Regions from separate parts of the Sus scrofa genome. Here region 1 is linked to region 2. Evidence: chromatin contacts called from public HiChIP or PLAC-seq data. All regions are on one chromosome and are shown on one strand. The core of a region is the stretch at or near the end of the contact, and the rest is flanking DNA. Distances in the headings are between cores, read along the strand shown.

Region 1 (3,715 bases), core at 219-2,718, 180 kb before region 2:
GCCCTGGGCGTGCGTGGCCACGCCCATCCGCACAGGAACAACCCGCTCAGCCTGCTCCACAGCGTGTTTCTCCCCACCGCGCTGCGCTCTCAGCATCCACACCCTGCTTCAATTTCCAAAGTGAAGGCTGTGCCTTGTGTGTTCAGTGCTGCCATCAAGCTCTCAGCAGGCCATGCTGGCTAAGCAGACGGCGGTGTTTTAAAAACTGAGGTACGGAGCTCCTGTGTGGCACAGTGGAAACAAATCCAACTAGGAACCATATGGTTGCGGGTTGGATCCCTGGCCTAGCTCAGTGGGTTAAGGATCTGGTGTTGCCGTGATCCTGCACTGCTGTGGCTGTGGCATAGGCTGGTAGCTATAGCTCCAATTGGACCCTAACTTGAGAACTTCCATATGCTGCGGGTGAAGCCCTAAAAAATCAAAAAATAAAATAAATAAAAATTAAAAACTGGTACTACTGAGCATAAGGGAGCATGATTTATGAGATATTCTTTCGAAGATCATCATTAGGCTGAAAGCAGAGATGACAATTCCATGAGAAGTCCACGGTCCCCAATACTCTGTCTCCCTACAGGTAGCTCCCTACACGTCTACAAAAATGTGACACCTGGCGCTAGGACGTGGGAAGGGTAGTTTCTCTTACCATCTAGGACTTAGCAGCTAAATCATCACGGAAGCCATCTTTCACCTAATACAAATGCAAAAACTAGTTTGAAGTTTCACTGTCCTACCTCAGACCCCGCCTCTGGGCTCCCCCTGAAGCCCAGTCGCTCCTAAACGTCTGCGTCTATGACTCCGCCCATGACTGACTCCGCCTATGACGACACATGGGAAACAAAGCCTTTCCCAGCTGAAACGGCTGATGGCACTGTGTGCATAGTTCACACTCTTAATGGGAGGCACAAAATGCCCCCAGAGGGGCTGCTGTGGAACCAAGTGCCAACAATGTCCTTGAAACTCCTTTTTTTTGGTCTTTTCAGGGCCGCACCCAAGGCATATGGAGGTTCCCAGGCTAGCGGTCTCATCGGAGCTGTAGCTGCCGGCCTACCCAGAGCCACAGCAATGTGGGATCCGAGCCGCGTCTGCGACCTACACCACAGCTCACAGCAACGCCGGATCCTTAACCCACTGAGCGAGGCCAGGGATCGAACCGGCAATCTCATGGTTCCTAGTCGGATTTGTTAACCACTGAGTCACGATGGGAACTCCTGAAATTCCATTTTTACTTCGCCCACTCCCTACCCAGAAATGCACAGTGACTCTCTGTAGCCAAAGGGAAACAGCTGCACTTTCTAGGCTGATGTTGGAGGACTTTGCAGGCTAGTCCTTATGTTTAAATACTTATAATTTCCTTATATTTAATTTTTAAATGGCCTTGTGTCCTCAGTGACCTGCCCTGTAACTGTGGGCTGTCTTCCTTCTGGGGAGCACAAGCATTACGTCACAGTTCCGGCTGGGCCAAGAGGATGCAAACAGGAGGGGAAGGGGATGGAGCAGCAGGAAGACGGGGAGGAGGACCGTGGCCCATCACGTCCAAGCTCTGAGACCTTGGCTGGCGGAAGAACTCAGCACAGCAGAGTGGCGGCCCTGGCAGCTGAATGAACGGCCAAGCGCCGTGCAGCCCCTGGCCTCTCCTGCTCACTAGACGGCACTGTCAGGTCTGCCTCTGTCCTGGTTCTTTCCCATCTCTACCACAAAGCCCTTCTGGTCATGCAGAGGGGGGCGAACACTCTCTCCTTGGAAACCTACAGCAACTGGTCTGTACCATTCCTCGCGCACTAACCTATGTCCCTTAGCATTGAATGGGAAGATAGCCCAGCTGCCAACATCGCCAAACTGCCCATCACCAGCGTCGAGCCAGCTGACCTGGGGCCTGGAGAGCCGTCCCCTTCCCTGCGCAGCTGCCACACTAGCCTGGGCTCCGAAATGATCAGCTGTTGCGAACAAGTTTACCCAACAGATGCCCTCTGGTCGAGCAGCGCTGGGCAGCTGTGCATCTCAGCTAGGATCCCCCTGCTGACTCCGCGTCCCTTTCGTCCCTGTTCTATCCCCAGGAAGACTTACACGCGAGCCAAGGCTCCTCCCCTGAAGGGCTCTCAAGCTTGTAAAGCTGGCCTCAGCCCAGGGCCCTACACATACGAAGCATTTAATAAACGTCGGGCCCAATACCTAATATTCTACTCACTGACGTACGTCATTCACGGTTTTAAAATATTTTATTAATAACACCGCCGGGTAGCTGAGTGTCTCTGCTAAGAGGATCAGCTGGTTACAGGGCAAACAGAGGCAGAAAGTAGGCAGCGTGTCTCCCCGACATCTCAGCAGCTCCCTCGTCACCCACCGGCCCAAGGACGGCGGATGGTGTGGCAGCTCCCAGGGCGATGACCCAAGGTCTAGGTCATCAAAACTCAGGTCGAGACGCCCAGTCCTCAATCCCGAGGGCAGAGGCTGGGGTTTCCGGGACAGCCGACGCCCCCTGCCCACACAGGCCTGAGCTGGGCCGTGCTTGGGGTCAGGAGCGAATGAGACCACGGGGTGAGGGCCCCTTTACCTGGAGCGGGATGACGATCATGAAGATCTTCTTGTCTTTATCAGAAAGGATGTGCTTGATGAAAGCCCAGCCGGTGCCAATGAGCGCGATGGTGATGAAGAGCAGCGCCCCCTTCAGGCTGCAGAAGGGAAAACTCAGTGAGCACCAAAGGGTCTCTTAGACTCACTCTAAGAGTGAGAGCTACAGCCCATGCTACGACTTCAGGGATTTCTTGCAGAAGAGAGGCACCACTTCTCTCCAGGCTCCGCACCCCACTATCTGACCGGCCGCTGCTGCAGGGGGCACCCCCCCACGAGCAAGCCGATAGCCCCACGTCCTCAAGTCGGAACGGCCACCTGCTCGCCACACACCTCTGACCTGGCAGGAACCCGCCCCCCACCCCACGGCTCCCCCGGCTTCTCTGGAAGGTCGCGTCACGGCAGGGGCGTCTCCCGGGCCCCCTGCGGACTCACAGGTGAGTGATGTAGTACACCACGGCCCAGCCTTCGATCGGGAAGCCCTGGGAGGAGATGTAGTGGTAGTCTATCTGCAATCAAACAAGCGCCTTTCAGAGGCTGACCCACCACGTGCCTTGCGAAGCGAAGCCGGAAATGCCCCGGAGGACGGCCCTCCTCCCACTGCCGAGCGCTTCACCTGCCCACTCGCAATCAGGCACATGCGCGCTGGCGGACCAACGGCAGGTAGCTTGAGAAACCTGACACAAGGCTCCCTGTCACCAGCACCTAGCAGGATCCCTCTCGTGAGGCAGGGGATCCATTCCGGCAAGTGGCTGCCTGTTCTTTTCTTTAAAATCTCCAAATGCCACAGGCTGTTCAGGGTCCCCGCCAAGAGCTCTATCTTTCCTAGCCCTGCTACTTACATAAGGAAAACGGCCAGTCCCTGAAAAACCTACATGGAATCATTCAGCTTCAAATATGTTTTCCTTGAAAAAAAGACCTGTAAATGAGACTTCCCATCCTGGCTCAGCAGGTTAAGAATCTCATTAGTATCCATGAGGATGGAGGTTCGATCCCTGGCCCCGCTCAGTGGGTTAAAGATCCTGCATTGCCATGAGCTGCGGTGTACGTCACAGATGTGGCTTGGATCCCAAGTCGCTAGGGCTGTGGGTACTGTAGGCCGGCAGCTGCAGCTCCGATTGGACCCCTAGCCTGGGAACCCCCATAT
Region 2 (3,686 bases), core at 14-2,513:
CCGGGAGAAAGCGGTTGGGATTCAGGTTGGTTCAGTCCAGGGACTGAGGGAAGCTCCTTATGGCCTGGACTTTTTTTTGGTGCCTGCAGATTCAGCTGGCAGCTGCTCAGGGCTTCCAAGGACCCTGCTATGGGGGGCCATGAAATTGCAGCAGCCTTGCGTTTCACCGGCCATCTGATGTCCCTCTCCTTGGCAGCTTGGCAGGAATCATCTCGGGTTTCTGTGAAGCCGAGGGCAGTGCAGCATTTAAGGGCGAGGATGGGTCCAGCGGGAGGCCCTGTCCATAGCCCGCCCTGAAAGTCTCGCCCCAGGCTTTTGAGGGAAGACAGGATTGGTTTGTGCTCACACCTTCTCTCTAAAGGGTCAAGTCAGGAAAATGGTTGTTGAGGGAGTGAAACATGAAGTGAGCCATGGGGTGGCCTCGCTAATGCCAAGTGTCACTTGCTGAGGGGTGGGAGGCGAGGCCACTAGTAAGACCAGGCCTCAGCCTCCCCCACGGAGGCACGTGACTGGCCTTTCCAGCAAGAAAGTCCTGCCAAGTTCTCAGCAAAGGCTGCTGCCGCCTGTGCTGGGGAGGCCGGGCCGGGGAGCCAAAGCTGAACAATCAAGTCAGGCTTCTCAGGAAGAGATGGGTGGTCCAGGGAACTGGGCGGTCTAGGTGGTGGGGGCGGCTTCCCACTGAGGCCTCCTTGTCTAGGTTGTCAGCAAACTGTTAATTAATCTGGGGAAAATGTTTCCAGCATGTTCTTCCCGGGCTTTTTATCATATTTGGGAGGAGTCTAAGACACAGAATGTCTCCACCTGTCTCACTCAGAACCTTCCTTCCCAGCATCGAGCTGTTAGGAGCTGGGCTCGGTGGGGGCGCGGGTCGCCGCTTCTCTGGCCTCAGTCTCCCCGGCAATGGGGTGAGGACGCCGTGGAGACAGTTGGGAAAACACTTGGTCGACGCCACAGCCACAGCGCTTCACAGATGCCAGCTCTGATTCCGAGCTCACTCCGGCTCCGAGACGGAGCCTGTCCTGGCCCTGAGCTCGCGGGTCCGAAACGCCGCCCACTTTCTCCCATCTTCATGCACCTACTCCGCGTTCAAGCGTTTGGGGAGGTGACACCTCACCCCTCCAGGCACCTCGACCTCTGCGACCCGCTTCCGCCCCTTCGAGGTCGGAAAGCAGCAGCGGCCACGCAGACAGGTGCAGTTGGTGTTCCCGTGGCAGCCGAAGGCAGCCGCGCTGAGCACAGAAACCCCTGACTCACACCGGGCGGTGTGGGACTCTCGGCCCCGCCTCTCCCTCTCGCCCCGCCCCCAGCTGCTGGCCACGCCCAGGCCCGCCCCTGCAGCCGCCGCGCAGAGGCGCTGGCGACCCCTAGTGGGAGAGAAGCGCGCCTGCGAGGGGGGCAGCACGAGCGTCCCCAAGAGGTTGACCAGGAAGGAAATGGGCAGAACCAGGGGCTTCAAGTATGCCTGCTCTTTCTTTTCTTTTTTGTCTTTTTAGGGCTGCACCATGGGCATATGGAAGTTCCCAGGCTAGGGGTCCAATCAGAGCTACATCTGCCGACCTACACCACAGCCACAGCAACGCCAGATCCTCAACCCACTGAGCGAGGCCAGGGATCGAACCTGCGCGCATCCTCATGGATACTAGTCAGAGGTTCGTTAACCACTGAGTCACGATGGGAACTCCTGCCCTTTCTTTTTTAATTAAGGCAAAAGAGACCTCTGAAATTGCAGTATCCAGGAGACAGCAAAAAATGGATGACGCGGGTCTGAGTGAGGGAAGGAGCCAGAAGCCAACGGTAACAAGCAGCTGGCCTAGCCACATGGGGATTAATGTCCCCGCGTGTCCTAGGCAGTGGGGGAGCCCAGGCCCGTCTCTGTCCACCTTGCCTAGAGAAGGCCTCTCCTCCTCCCTGCTCGCTGCTGGCCTCTTCTGAGAAGAGGGGGCACAAGCTGTGCTGCCAGACCTGGGATTCAAGTGCAAAGACTGCAGACTGGCACTCAGCACACAGCCTTTGTGGGTGGGAGCTGTTTCTCCGAGTTGCATGCATTATGCCCTGCTTTAAAGCCTTCTGCCTCTGTCCAGGTGGCTCAGGGAATGGCACGTTCTTAAATGACCTCCCGTTAGCTGGAGACGGCGCTGGGCCACAGGAGGCAGAGCGGAAGCTGAGAAGGCCCCCTCCCCCCGCCCCCCACCCTGGGGCCTCTGGCCTCAGAGCTAAGGGCCCAAAAGCTGTGGGAGGAAATAGGGGATTTCCTCATTTTCCTCTTTTGGGTCCCGGAAGAGTGGGGGTGGGGACGCTCCCCTGGGTGCTGGGGCATTCTGCCCGGGGAGCCCAGTGCCCCTGGTACCCCCAGGCTGGGCCCCAGCTCCGGCTCTCCAGCCAGCCCTCGCCTGGGCTGCCGGCTGGTGTCAGGTGCAAGGAAGGGCTTGGAGGGTGCATCTCAATACGTCCCCACGGCATACGGAAGTTCCCTGGCTAGGGGTCGAATCGGAGCTACAGCTGCCAGTCTACACCACAGCCACAGCAACACGGGATCTGAGCCATGTCTGCAACCCACACCACAGCTCAGAGGCAACCCCAGATCCTTAACCCACTGAGCGAGGCCAAGGGTGGAACCTGAGTCTTCATGGATACTAGTCAGGTTCTTAACCCACTGAGCCACAACAGGAACTCCCTGCTCCCTAGGCCTTTGCTACAACCAACGAGCCCCTCTAGAGCTGCTGTAGATAAAGGTGTAGTAGGAAGACAGCCAGAAGGAGGTGCCATTCCAAACACCCCTCGCTTCCCCCAACAGGGGGACCAGGAAGGCAAGTGGGCTCTCTGGGGCTCAAAATGTGGCACTTGCAGGATAATTGACAATTGCACGGAATTCCAACTAGAACAAAGGTAGGAAACTATGCTTTTGGGATGACTGCCACCTTGCAAATCATTTTCTTTTTTTGTTCTTGGTGGTGGCGTGCAGAGGCTTGATGTGAGATCTTAGTTCCCAGACCAGGGATCAACCCGGGCCACAGTGGTGAAAGCACCAAGTCCTAACCACTAGACCACCAGGGAGCTCCCCACAAATGTATTTTCTGATGCACGTTGTGAGCAGAAGCACAGACAGATGGAAAGGCCTGCAGATACAGGTACCAATTGGCCCACACACTCCCCACTCAGCCAGGTGGCTTTTGGCTGCTGGAGCGAGGCCGGGAGGCCTGGAGGAGCAGCCCGACCACGCGACGGCCTGTGGGAGAGGAGAGGAGAGCAAGGTGGCCTCCCCGGCCGACCGGCACTTCCTGTCTCCGCTCATCTGTGAACTGAGGTGCAACCACACGTTCCTGTTCTGGCTTCACTTGCCAGCAGCATCTCAGTCTGCCTGAGACACTGGAAAGCCTGGTATTTCAAAGGGAAACAGAGAGGAAACATTCCCTTTTTTGGGGTAGTAGGGGGAGCTGTACCTGCGGCACACGGAGGTTCCCAGGCTAGGGGTTGAATCGGAGCTGTAGCTGCCCACTCACGCCAGAGCCACAGCTGCATCTGCGACCTATACCACAGCTCACGGCAATGTGGATCCTTAACCCAGGGAGAGAGGTCAGGGATCGAACCCACGTCCCCATGGATCCTAGTCGGGTTTGTTAACCGCTGAGCCATGATGGAAGCTCCTGGGGAAACCTTCTTAAGGCCACCTGCTCCCTCTCCGTCTC

What was found. HiChIP or PLAC-seq counts read pairs in DNA pulled down with a chosen protein or histone mark.
Region 1: a contact with region 2 is called in an H3K27ac HiChIP or PLAC-seq map of skeletal muscle. The contact joins two enhancer-like sites. A contact is called at or near these places in 1 of 5 promoter capture datasets (liver), 8 of 47 Hi-C or Micro-C datasets (alveolar macrophages, embryonic fibroblasts, mesenteric adipose tissue and 3 more) and 2 of 2 datasets of contacts at active chromatin or transcription factors (alveolar macrophages and skeletal muscle).

The regions. Positions count from the first base shown.
Region 1 is chr1:270,222,479-270,226,193 of Sscrofa11.1, reverse strand. GPR107 (protein GPR107) reads right to left here. Exons shown (of 18, transcript XM_021070180.1): 11 at 3,004-3,077; 12 at 2,552-2,669. Among named protein-coding and RNA genes, the nearest start is that of GPR107, 34 kb to the right of the region's middle. Within about 2 kb of position 1,468, at least 18 of the 83 cell types and tissues checked have an H3K27ac peak or open chromatin away from gene starts, as enhancers often do. A contact at or near this core is called in alveolar macrophages and skeletal muscle, where this site is marked.
Region 2 is chr1:270,038,493-270,042,178 of Sscrofa11.1, reverse strand. No RefSeq gene overlaps it. Among named protein-coding and RNA genes, the nearest start is that of USP20, 45 kb to the right of the region's middle. Within about 2 kb of position 1,263, at least 40 of the 83 cell types and tissues checked have an H3K27ac peak or open chromatin away from gene starts, as enhancers often do. A contact at or near this core is called in alveolar macrophages and skeletal muscle, where this site is marked.